Linked DNA regions of Zea mays: region 2 is linked to region 1. The links are chromatin contacts, called in public Hi-C maps. All regions are on one chromosome and are shown on one strand. The core of a region is the stretch at or near the end of the contact, and the rest is flanking DNA. Distances in the headings are between cores, read along the strand shown. Region 1 holds the start of LOC100193524. Region 2 holds the start of LOC103632405.

Evidence for each region. A called contact is a pair of places that touch in the nucleus more often than the background predicts.
Region 2: a Hi-C map of tassel shows a contact between it and region 1, with 8 times the contacts expected there. The contact joins the promoter of LOC103632405 here to the promoter of LOC100193524 in region 1. A contact is called at or near these places in 5 of 25 Hi-C or Micro-C datasets (ear, leaf, tassel and 1 more).

Annotation. Positions count from the first base shown.
Region 1 is chr7:58,836,052-58,843,040 of Zm-B73-REFERENCE-NAM-5.0, forward strand. LOC100193524 reads right to left here and starts at 5,481. Exons shown (of 4, transcript NM_001358763.1): 1 at 4,882-5,481; 2 at 4,419-4,524; 3 at 3,643-4,252; 4 at 3,300-3,561. The coding sequence starts at 5,278. The coding sequence ends at 3,418.
Region 2 is chr7:59,566,151-59,572,454 of Zm-B73-REFERENCE-NAM-5.0, forward strand. It overlaps LOC103632405, which reads left to right and starts at 1,483. Exons shown (of 5, transcript XM_008654235.4): 1 at 1,483-1,911; 2 at 1,978-2,126; 3 at 2,337-3,339; 4 at 3,606-3,860; 5 at 4,467-6,304. The coding sequence starts at 1,655. The coding sequence ends at 4,590.

The DNA of each region.
Region 1 (6,989 bases), core at 4,231-6,730:
GCAAGACTCTCGCCCCACTCGGTACAATTACAACGGCTCGCGCAAGAGCCGAGGGGTTGTGAGGTTTATCTAAACTCACTCAACTAACTAGGATTCACCTAGAGCAAGCGCTAAAGCGGTCTAACTAACCTAAGCACTTCGCAAAGCACCTACGCTAATCACCGAGTGATTCTATTAAGCACTTGGGTGTTTGAGCACTTGGAAATATGCACTATGTGTATTGGAATGTTGCTTGGGCTCCCACACTTGAGAATGGCCGGTTGGGGTGTTATTTATAGCCTCCACACCCTCAACTAGCCGTTGGACAGAAAGCAGCAGCTTTCTGTCGTCGGGTGCACCGGACAGTCCGGTGCACCACCGGACACTGAACAGTAGATGTCCGGTGCGCCTATGTCAGCCGACCGTTGGCGTCTGTAGCAGTCGACCGTTGGATCCGACCGTTGGATTCGACCGTTGCCGTCTGCCCGTTGGCACACCGGACAGTCCGGTGCACACCGGACAGTCCGGTGCTACAGCCCGAGAGCGCCTACCTGCGGCCTCTCTGCGCAGACCGTCCGGTTGTCCCACCGGACAGTCCGGTGCACACCGGACAGGTACTGTGCACTGTCCGGTGCGCCGGCGCTGGCTGACAGCCCTCTTCTCAGGTTTCTTTGCTGATTTCTATGGGCTTCTTTTGTTCTTGAGTCTTGGACTTCTATGCATCTTTTTATGTCTTCATTTGAGGTGTTGCATCCTCATTGCCTTGGTCCAATCCTCTTCGCATCCTGTGAACTACAAACACAAACACTAGAAACCTTATTAGTTCACGGATTGTGTTGTTCATCAAACACCAAAACTCAATTAGCCAAAAGGCCCGGGGTCCATTTTCCTTACAGCTGCAACTTATCTTATGAACTTATTTCAGTTTACTTGAAAACTCCGATTTATTTAATAACTCCAGTACTTTAATTTGAGGTTTCCTGTTTTATTGTATTTCCTTTGTGACTCACCTTCGAGTGAGCTCGTGGTATTTGATCCTGGATAAGTGGCTTTATCAGACTAGATCTGAAGGACTGACGGGTTATTCCGATTTAAGTGTGTTGCGGCCCTTGAGGCGTGACTTGGGCACTTAAACTGGAATAATTCGGACGGTTCTGCCACAGCAGGGGTGATCAAAGTTAAGCCATTGATCAGCTCGGCTGAAGGTTATCGCGTGCTCTGACCACCGATAAGGGGCAGTGGCACTGGTAGTGGCTACCAGAACCTGTCGGTCATTGAGCTTTTGTTGCCTCCTGTTTTCTTCTGCCCCATGACCTCCAAAGATAATGTTGACATCCCTGTCAACGCCCGGAGGCATGGAGTGAGCGTGGAAACTTCGCTCGTGTCCTCCTGCTGGTGTTCATGTCATCGGTCCCGGGGAGGGGAGTCGGTAACAGGTCGTCTCGAGCGTCCCCGGAATGGGCCACTGGTTGAAGCTGCCGCCGACTCAACTCCGGTGGCGCGCTGATACTTTCATGCCGTCGGTCGCGCGAAGCGCTGATGGTGCTCCGCGCGTCTCATCGGCTATTGATGGTGTGGTGTAGGTCATTCGTAGGATATGCGAGGGGTAGAAGATTATTAGCTGCCTGAGTAAGGAGCCGCCGGTAACCTTTCGCGTCTGGGGTCCGCGGAAGGCTGTCAGCTATCTGTGCCAGTAATCCTCCAACTTCACTCGGCGTGTTCAGTGCTCAAGCGAAATCAGGGTATAGGTTCCGAGCGAGGAGAGGGTTCTCTCGCCGAAGCCTGGCGTCTTGTTCGGCTAGCTCTAGCTCCTGATCTTGAGCCTATCGGCGATCGCGGCGACGGGAGTTACGCCTTTCTCGGTGCACTTGTTCATCGGGAGTTTCTCCCACTTCCGAGGCTTTGTCTCAGGACACAGGCTGCGCCGGATCCCGTTCCCCGGCTTCATGATGTCGCCGCACGTTCCGGCGTCTGTTTCTCCGTCGTCAGGCATCACATTGGGGAGGTTCTTCCCCTTGCATGGTAGGCTTATCGTCGGAGATGGGTGCTGACTCCAATCTCCCCTGGATGAAGAGGATGTTGGGGTAGAAAGGAGCCGACGCGATGGTGCTCTTCTTCCCGTCCTCCTTTGAGGGCAGAGGTATCAGAAAGGTGGCGTGACGTGTTCTCCTTCCCTGACTCGGAATTTCCTTCTTTCGAGTGATCTGTGTCCACTCCTTAGTGGGCGAGGTGAACAACGGAGTTTTTCGGGTAAGTGAAATCCCGACCGACCGATCTTTCTTATCCTGAGGGCTCCTAAACCTCAGTCCGCAAGGGATCATCTTCCCCTGAGCTGTGGGCGATGGCGCTATCCGCAGTCTTGCTCTGGCTTCCCTCGGGATTCCCAAGGAAGGCTTTTTCTTAGGTGGATCCTCTGCGGTGTAGAGTCCCTTCTTCGTCTGCTATGCATGAGATTGTTCCAAAGCGGAACATAGCTCCTGGGCGAAGAGTGATCTTGTTCTTGAAGGTGATGGTCATTGATCTAGCTTTGATCAACGACACACCCCTTACCTAGCGCGTCAGCTGTCGGTGTCTAGTGTCCGACTGCACACCCGGGGATACCCTCGTGGTGCTTTTGGGTAGGACGGTGTTGCTGATCGTAGCTCGATGGTTCGTGCTAGGAGCACGAGGGAGTAAGGGAGAGACAAGCGATTTTCTGCAGGTTCGGGCCGCTTTGGGAGGCGTAATACCCTACTTCCTGGGGTGGCTTTGTATGTGTGGTGTGTTACAAGTGGCGTCTCCTGAATGGAAAGAGGCTAATGAGATGAAAATGATGGGGTTCCCCTGGGCCTTATATACACGACCGTGAGACACTCCCTACGTACATGGTGATCACATTCTTTTAGCATATCTCCTAGCTAATAGCGAACTGACTTAGCTTATCTTAAAGAAAAACCCGTCGACTCCATCCCGATCCATCCTGACATTTGAGGGCGTCGGGCGCGAGAAAAACGGACGGTTCCTTGAGATTGTGCGTGATCCAATGGACAATCCGGGCATGAGCCCATTGGCTCCTTGGATCAGCCCACTTCACTTTCCATCTTTGCTCGGCCCACGACAAGACGACCTTGTGGGGCAACTAGTCTGTGGACCCATGCAAGAGTCTTTCGCCTTATAGTGGACCTGGGGATATATGTCTCCCCAGTGCAGGATGAGGACGCAGCGTCTGTTGCCGAGGGGGCGCGCGGGATGAGGACGACCGGAAACGGGGTTTAGGGTGTGCACGAAATGATCCATGCACAAAACTTGTGCATTATAATAGTAGAGATCGTCTATGGATTAGTTAAATACCGCTACATTTAAGAGATAAGTCGTTCCTTTTTTTACATGCACCAAATAAGTTAATTGATTCCTGCTGGAACAGTAATGATAATTTTTCAGAGGCACGGCAGAGCAGTGTCATGAGTCCCACCCCATCAGCATGTTGGTGACTTCATCCACGATCTTGCTCCGCAGCGCAGACGAGAGCTCATGCTCCTCACCAAAGTGCAATCTGTAGACTTCCCACTCCCTATCTTCCACAACATGCCTCCCAATCTCAGCCTACAAACATCACAAGAAGATGCTTCTCGGTTCAAAAAAAAGGGTCAATCACTGTTAACTATGCACAATATAGTACCATACCAAGAAGATTCGTTTCTGAAGATTCTTGAGAGCAAGGGTGATGTCATAGAACACCAGCGGCCTGCCCTTTCCAGAAACCTCAACCGGGTTTGCTACCAGCAGCTCTGTGTCAGGACCTCGGTTCACCAATGCCACGCGCAGTGGTCGGAGGAGCTCCATCCTTAGGCGGCAGCACAGTGCTCGCTGCCTGTGCTGATCAAGGATCTTCTTCCCATCTGATTGCACCGCGAACAAATCGATCTCACACCTTCCATTTTGGCTCGCATAGAATCGGCCATACGAAACCTGAATGTTACCGTCTTTGACTGTCCTCATGATATCATAGAGGAGGCCCTTATGGTCACCGCACTGAATCTGAATAAGAGTGTGGACAGAGCTAAGTGAGTTGTCCATCGTCACGGAGATGGTGCCACCCCTTGTGCTGATCGGTTGCTCCTCTGTGTTAAACATCTGTTCCGTGATAGCAGGCGTCAGCGAGGCCCAGGATTGGAGGCAAGACAACATGTCTTCACCAGCAGGATCTATTTCACAGCATGTCAAGGAGTCGCCTAAGACAGCCTCCAGTTTGTCCTGGGTTTCTTCTCTTCTGCTCTTTGTGTGCAGAAGCTCCCTGAAATCGATCCAGAATGTTTCATTTAACCATCATCCTATTTCTTAACGGTGTAAAATAAATAATTGACAAATTCTTGATGTCCTGAGACAAGATGCTCCATAAATAAATAAAAAAGAGATTCTCGTAAGGCACTGAAAAAGGATGTGTTTGGAGATAAACTGACCTGGCATCTGTGATGAAGAAAAGGTCCAGCACACTCCCATCAGGCGTGGTAGAGACCTTCACCCTCCGAATCGTGAGCTCTAGCTCGCACAGAACACGTGTCACATCTGTGGAACACAGAATTTCCAGGAGGAAGATTCAAAATTATACCTTTTTCTAGCTACATGCATATCCAATGAGACTTATTTTCAGCAGTAGGTGTCCTTCACTTACATTAAAAATCAAATTCACCATACCTAATACTCCTAACTAGCAATATATTGCAGAGTTATGACCTTATCATTGAGAACGGAAGAAAAAGAACCCCTACAATCTCCTACAGACACACGTGCAGTGCAACACAATCATAGTGACTCCAATGGCAAAGAAATGCACGATAAAGGTGGGTAGGGGAACACTAATTTAGCCTAGCACTGCATAGAACAACTTTGCATAGAACAGAGCAACAATAACAAGAGGTGTACCATGCAAGAGTCCCATCCGGTCGAAGCAGCATAGCTTGAGCAAGAAGAGCTTTGGTGGGGGAGGCGCAAGGTCCTGTAGGCCAGCCGCTGCGAGGTACGCGTTGTCGAATCCGAACGGCGGCGCGACGGGGCAGAGCTGAAGCAACCTGTCCTTGAGTAGGTCCCATGGCACGGGCACCGGCCGCCCCCCGCGTGGCAGAACCCAGAGCACGATGTAGCACCACCGCCCGTCCGTGCTCATGTCTCCCTTGACGACGCTGAGGCGGAAGAGGAGGACGACCCGGCAGAGGTCGCAGCCGAGGCCCGTCTTGTCGGGGCAGCTGACGGTGACGACGGTGGGCTCGCCAGCGGCGTCGGCGTGGCGGATTTGCACCACGTCGTCGCTGGGTATCCCCATCGGTCGATGTGATTTGCAAGGGACGCAAGCAGCTGCTCTAGAAACTAGACATGGATCCTCCCCTCCTGCTAGGCTGCCGCGGTCGCGGGGGCGGGGACAAACAGATAGCGGCGGCGGCGGTCGAGGTGCACGGAATCTTGGCGGATGGATTCGCTAGTCTAAGCGACACCCCCTCCTTGGCCCTCGTCTCGCCCATCTTCTTGGGGGGAAAAGGAAAGTGATCTGCGTGTCGTGGACAAGTCAATAAGGCATACGGCAGCCAAACATTGGTTGGTGGGTGAAATTTGTTTCCACTTTGCTCTGTTCCTTCCCCACGTCTTTAACCTAATTACCTAAACCCCACTGGTACAAAATCGAGGTCACATATTGTCCCGATTACAAAATTATTTACTGCCGTTTTCCAACCGCTATTGCGTGTCAAGCTTCTTAGGGTAAGTCAATGGAAGCTAAAAGGATCTACAAGTCTTTTTCTTCTTTCTTTTCTTATGGTTTCTTTTCATTTAATTTTTTTTATCTCAAATAATTTTTATACGTATGCTATGCTACTGTTGTACGTTTGTGCCTATAAATTTTTCAGTTGAGCATACATATATGCACAAAATGTATGAAACTATACATAAACTATACATATATTTAAATTATTAATGAAACTAATTAACAAAAACTTTTAGGGCTAGTTTGACAACCCTATTTTTCTAAGGGATTTAATTTTCTCAAGAAAAATTAGTTTAGAGCTAGTTTGGCAATCCAATTTTTCCATAGGATTTCCAATTTATCAATGAAAAATAAATTAATTTCCTTTGGGAAAATGAAAAACCCGTAGAAAAATAGGGTTACCAAACTCGACCTTACTTTCACTTGGGAAAATAAGAATCCATTAAAAAATGGAGTTGCCAAATAACCTTATATTACAATTAACCCACCTATAGGAGCAAAAGTATTTTTTCTATCATAGAAGTATTATACACGGCTATATATAACCTCCTCTGGAAGAACTCCTACTAAATAGCCTTGAGCTAGTTTGATAACTCCATTTCCTATAAGATTTCTATTTTCCAAAGAAAAAATAAACTAATATTTTTTGGGGGAAATGGAAATTTCTTGAGAAAATGGGGTTCCCGAACTAGCCGTAGGATTGATTTTTTCTCCCACTCAACATTTGAATGGAAAAAACATATGAATATATGAATAGTTTGTATATATAGTGATATGATAGTAATTAATAAATAGTGTGTATATGGTTTACGCATTTTAAGTTGTTGTAGAGCATTTTTATTGGATCATGACATATGGTAGATGTGCTCGTAAACATAGTATCCACATAAATTATTTTCTGATTCCTATCTCAGTCACTATGAGAAAACGATTCATCAAATAATCATGGTAATAATGAAACAAACGAAATAAATATGTGCTAACCTAGCTAGTACTTACCCTGAAGTCATATATATGTAGAGGAGCCTTTCATTTACCTTTGTTTTTCAAAAAGAACGTTACCCAAACACTACCCATGAAAAAATGAATGAAGTTATTCTCTTAAATTCAAGAAAATAATGATAGAGGTATAATATGATGAACAAAATTACTTCTGGATAATATCTTTCATGTCTTGGTATTCTTATCTCTTTTTTTCAATATGTAAGGTAAATGCAACATGTGTAAGGGTGGATCTCCAATACTCTCTTCGTCCCAAAATATTAAGTGAAGTGAA
Region 2 (6,304 bases), core at 233-2,732, 730 kb after region 1:
GATGCTGATGAGTTTGGTTGGCCGGCCAGGCCAGTATTTGTCTTGCTTGCAAAGCGCGCACATATACCAGCTGATTGATTGGGTGCCTCCCGCGCGCAGGCCTCTCGCGCGCCTGGCTCGTCAGCGATCGTTATTAGCGCCATCTCCACACGCGCAGGCTGGTAGTGAAAAAAAAAAGCCTAGCCTACACACCCGCATGCTGGCCAGCGTCCTCGTATCCAAGCAACCAATCAGAATCTCGTGCTTGGTCAAAGCACGCGGGGAGCCAGGTTATCTCTTTGCAGGCAACCAATCATGTAGATACATCACGCAACCATAAAGTTCTCTAATAATAAGACACGGCTAAATAGTTGATGAACTCATGCTCATCTGAATCCGACGCCAACCGCCAATATCTGGACGCAGAGCCTGGGTCCGACGGTGGAGCAGCCAGCAGCGACTTCTGATTGCTCTGCCACAGCAGCTATTCTTCCAACACGGCAACACCACGGTAGGTAGCTGCGTGCGTCTGTCAGTGATAAAGCAAGAATCAGTGTACTCGTGTCAATTTGGGACGACTCCATGCCAGGGAAATCAAATCGCAATGAGAAAAAGGGCCTGCATTACCATTGGGACATTGGGCTGTAATAAGCAAGTAGCAAGGTGGCAATCCCTTTCTTTTTTTTATTTTATCTTCCTAATAAAAAAATACAAGAGAATATGATGGCACCATCGATATTATACTACACTGCGTCATATCATGTGAGCAGTGAGGTAAAAGGTAGGAAAGCAATAAAGCGAGACGCGAGGGAGAGATGCAAAGGCAGGGAAACTCAAGAAAAGCAGCTGGACTCACTGCACGGAGGATGCCAGGATGGATGGAGTAAACTACTGTCAATTAGTATTAAACCTGCTGCAACACCTAGTAAGTAGCATAGCCTAGCCTCCCAACCAACCCAACTGTAATGTACCATGCTCCTACAGTCCTGCCCTCGTTATGGCTTTCTCGTACCTGCCCTGTGATATCCACCGATCCACGTGAGTGCTGGTAGCAACTAGCACTACTGCACTACAACAGCTAGCTGACCGTAGGCATGCTTCCTGCCGCTGCAGCCTGCAGCTAGACGCTGCTTTACCTAATCAGTACCAGTAATCTGGTTTTCGGAAACTGGTAGTTTCATGCGCTAGTTTTTGCCAGATTCTTGTAAAAAATGCAAAGAAAAAACCCCAAAAAACTGTTGACACCGATCACTAAAAACTGCAAGGATCGAAACAACCCCATCAGTTTTAACTCAGAATCTAGATTTTAAAAATAGAGACAGGCACTGGTTTTAAGAATCTGAAACTGATGCCGCCTCATACAGTTATACAAGCTAAGCCCAGCCTCTCATCTTCCTGCACATAAAAAATAGCAAAACCATATCTATGGGAAGCAAGGGTAGAAAAGGGCACGCAACAGCAGGTTCACATACATAAGTATCTGCCCCAGGACTCCACGCCCTCGTGTCAATCGCATCGCTTTCACTTGCTTCTTTTCAAATATAAGCTAAGGAAGCTTCATTGCCATTCCCTGCTGCAGATAGCTAGCACCACTTGCTTCCGCCTGATCTGCAGTCTTCCAGATTGCTTGGATCAGCCAGTATAGAGGGAACAGGCGAATAGCAGAGAAGCCACCATGTCATCAGAGGAAGTGGCAAAGATGGAGGCGGAAATGGCACAAATGAGGCGCTGCAGTAGCCCAGGCCAAGGTGGTGTGCCTGTGACGGTGGTGTACTACCTGTGCCGCAGCGGACGGCACCTGGAGCACCCACACATGTTGGAGATGCACCTCGCCTCTCCAAATCAAGCCCTCTACCTCAGAGATGTGATCTGTCGCCTAGACGAACTGCGAGGGAAGGGCATGGCCACCATGTATTCCTGGTCCTGCAAAAGGTAACTTAACCATCCAGATCATTTGCTTCCTTACTTCTGGCAACTGACATATGCAATACAATTCAGGAGGTACAAGACCAGATTCGTGTGGCATGATGTGATGGAGGATGATATGCTGCTCCCCGCCCAGGAAAGCGAGTATGTTCTCAAGGGATCCCTCTTGCCCCTCCGCCACTCAACACCACCTATAGTTGGAGCTGCACCACCAACAAAAGGTATGTTATATATATATATATATATATATATATATATATATATATATATATATATATATATATATATATATATATATATATATAATGTTCTGCATTGTGGCCAATTGCCACCTCTCAATCGCATGTATGGCCAAGCTGTTTTTCTTGACCAACTAATTATTGGATTTACTTGCTTATTACATGTCTCCATATTGTAAACTCTTGCTTCAGATCATGACCAGCTGAATATTGATACAACCATTATTCCAAAGGCCCCATGTGTCAAGGCAAATCCACATGAAGAGTCACCAACTCATTCGCAAAAAGGCTGGACTACTAATTCATCATCATCTCCTCCAATGGTTGAGGATGAAGAACCACCACCTGTAGCTCTGCACCAAGGGTCACAGCCAGCACTATCATCAATATCACCATCATCTTGTTGCACCACTGGGGATGGAGATGATGAGACAGCATCACCACATCCAAGCTGTTCAGGCAGACCCTCCTCCCCTAATAAGTCAACAACAAAAGGATCCTCAGGTGGCACACTCTATCCCACTCCATCTAGCCTTGCGCTTCACAGCAAGCAGATGATGCCAGGGTGCTGCTATGTCATCGCAGCAGCACAAGACTTGGCGACACAGACCCAAGGAATATCAACAGGGAAAGAGATTCACAAGGACACTAGTTGCAGTACTGATAGCACACCGGCCAAGGCAACCATACCTACCAACAACAAGCAGCGGGACAATGCAGGATATTTCTATAGCAGAAGTGGTAGGAGTGGGACTTTGGAGTCCTTGATAAGGGCTGAGGCTCATGGCAGAAGGGTCGCCACTGCTAAGAGGACCCAAGAAGAGGACGACGACAAAGAAGCAGTGCAGTCATTTGCCACAAAGCTGAACCCTGCCAACCTGCTGATGAGACTTGTGGCTTGTGGGTCGACCATGTCAGCAAGGCAGCATCTCCCTGCCTGCAGTCTCATGCGAACAGCACACAAGCCCCGGTATTTGACCCAACATGTTGAGTTCCTGCCTTCATCTCCAGTCTTGTCTCCCCTTGGCACGCTCATCATGCGTCCTAGAAGTGCTGATGAAGCCAGAGGAGCTTCAGACTCAGGGGACTGCAACCATTGCAGAGGGAAACTGCTTCAAACTACAGAGAATAGGTGTGAGTCAGGAAAAGTGATGTCCACCATTGTTAGGCCCTCCTCACATTGTGACCATAACAGGTAAGTTTCCTACTTCCATTTTCTTGTTCTGCATATCTGTCCTTTACTATGAACAACTAACTCAATCTTATGCAAGTGAGAAATTTATGCCCATATTCCTCTACTTCAATAGCTGATAATGTTATAAACGAACAAATTCCCTCATGCCCATCACTATCTCAATGGATGTCTCCTTCAACATAATATCTGTGACTCTGTGTACCAAATTAGCTTTTTGCCTACAGTTCATCTGCATAAATTGTAACCATAGAAGGAATATTTTGCAGTGTTTCTGAGAAAGAAGTCCCCATAGCAAATTTGGATAATTTGGAGGACGGAAGTAAACTTATCTCACAAAAAATCAGAATGGCACCATGTCAGCAACACACAAGTGGGACATTTGTAACCACAGATGTAGGTGGCGAACAAAAATCCAATACATTGTCAAGAAGTACGAGCAAAAAGATGATCAATCCATCATCACGACCTTCAAGAGTATCATTCCACGACGAAAGGGAGAAAGTGATCAAGATTGAAGAAAGGTGAGTATACACTCTCATGGTTTGCAGTTTGTTCTGGAAACCAATATACTTTTTTCTCTGTTTTCCTTTAGTGTGAGGAGTCAACCATATTTTAATCATCGCAGGCTTGCGTCTAGAGCTCGTGTCATAATCCAGTGTGCACCATTAATCACAGAAACTTATATCAGTGCCAAATCAGTGTAACAGAGGCAGTATCCTCATGTCTTTCCCCTCTATTTTTTTCCTTATTTATAGTTCAGCAGTTGTTAGAACTTAGAGGTGTGCAATTGTATTGGATTTCTGGTCAAGGTAATAATCAGATGTCAATTTATGTGCCTTTAGAGGAATTACCAGTGTCGTCAATGCCTATTGTCATGAAAATACTGCGTCCTGAAATCAGGAAAATTGTTTACACTAGCACTGACACTGCAGCAGTAATTGCAGTGTTTCAGTTTTCTCTTCATTCTCCTGCTCTTGTTAGCCTTTCCTCTTCCAATAATACCTTAAAGCAAAAGAGTCACAAGCTATCATTATTGTCAGCGCCTGTGCAGAACAGCCTGACATAAACGTCCATTACTGAGGAACTTCATGCCTGAATATTATTACTACACTCTACTTTTTTGCCAGAAACAGGATTGAGTATCTTGCCAACACCAATAAAGCTGTGTGGGGCAGAAAATTTCCTCCCAAGGTTGTACTGTACAGAAGCATAAATTTGCACACAATTTGGTTGCACTGCTGTTACATTTGAGTCATGGCTACTATTGTACAGGCTACAGTCCATTGATATTACAAATTACTAGTAGCAGTTTGCATGTACTGCGATTCCTCCATCATCCTCTGGTACTTGTACATGCAAGTGCTTCCAATCTCCAGTTGTGCTTACTTGTTTATACATGCTCCATTGTTCCTATTTGTATCCAGGTCTACTATGTACGGCTTGCTGACCAGTAGTAAATATCTTTCCATCTTGTTTTTAATTCCTCCATCTCAACATTTACTAATGGCCTTTCATCAAGTGACTGATTTTTTTACTCATCATTCTTGAACAAATTGAGTGCATGGTCACACAAAATCAACTGGCATGTTTCTTATATACCGAACTCGTACATTAATGTATTAGATAGTGTTATGACTGTCAAGCTGCTGTCATGGGGTGGCAGCCCAGAGCATGGAGGCCATAGAGATAGGCGCAAGGTTAGGATTAGTGGATAAAGATTAGATTAGATAAGATTGAGTTAGTTACATGAGATTTGATTAGATAAGATTGAGTTAATTACTTGAGATTAGAATAGATAAGATTGAGTTAGTTACTTGGATTAGATTGGATAAGATTGAGTTAGGTACTTTGCGGCCAAGTCTTCCTATCTATATATAAGGATGGGTTGTACGTCCTTAAGGGGGGATGAATCAATGAATAAGAATTAATCCCATATCTCTCCAGTGGTCTAGTCCTCCCCCCCAAGCCGACTCCGCCCAGCTATCTTCCCGGCATTGTTTATCCCCCTATTTCATAGGATCCATAACATCTGGTATCATGAGTCAGGGATCCTTTTCCATAACTTCTGCTGCAGACAATGTACACACCTGGCATGAGGAGCTCACTCGTGCCTAGGCAGATCTAGAGCAGGTCCGATCTGCTATCCTCCAGCTCTGTGATCTACTTGCGGAAAATGTGGAGTATGCCCGTCGATCAACGGCGGCAACGCGATTGCAGGCGGCTGCAAGTGGCTTCCTGGCGTGGAGTCCAGTATGGCAAGTTGCGGCAACGGCGCAGCTGCGGGCAGCAGCTTGCCGTCCTCAGGTAGCACACGGCTTCCTGGCACAGCGTCAAGCACGGCATGCAGCAGCACGGTTGCAGGAAGTGGCTTGACGTCTTCAGGTTGCGGCAAGTGGCTTCCTGGCACGGCATCAAGCACGGCAAGTGGCAGCAGTGGCACGACTGCAAGCTGCGGTCTGTCGTTCCCTAGCACATCGACTTACATCGCTAGTAGGGTTGGCTGATCCTCCACTCCAGTTCACCGTCCTGATCAATAGCCATGTTGATAGCAAGAACACGTCTAGTTGGGTGGCGCTATCTCCACTGGAACTCGCGACAACTCAGGCTGTAGAACTGGTGAGCTGCAACGTCTTGGCCTTTGCAGCCCGGACGAGGTTGTTCCTATGGGATCCAGGGCCACCAACCTTGGCATATGTTAGGTTCTTTATTTAATGCAATTAAAGTCGAGATGTAAAAGGTTTCTAGTAGGGTTGCACTTTCACGTGCAGATCAAGTTAGAAAGTAAGGGTGTTGTCATGCACTCCATTACAGCTCGAGGACAAGTTGTCTTCGAAGGGTGGGGGATGTCATGGGGCGGCAGCCCAGAGCACGGAGGCCATAGAGATAGGCTCAGGGTTCGGATTAGTGGATAAATATTAGATTAGATAAGATTGAGTTAGTTACTTGAGATTAGATTAGATAAGAT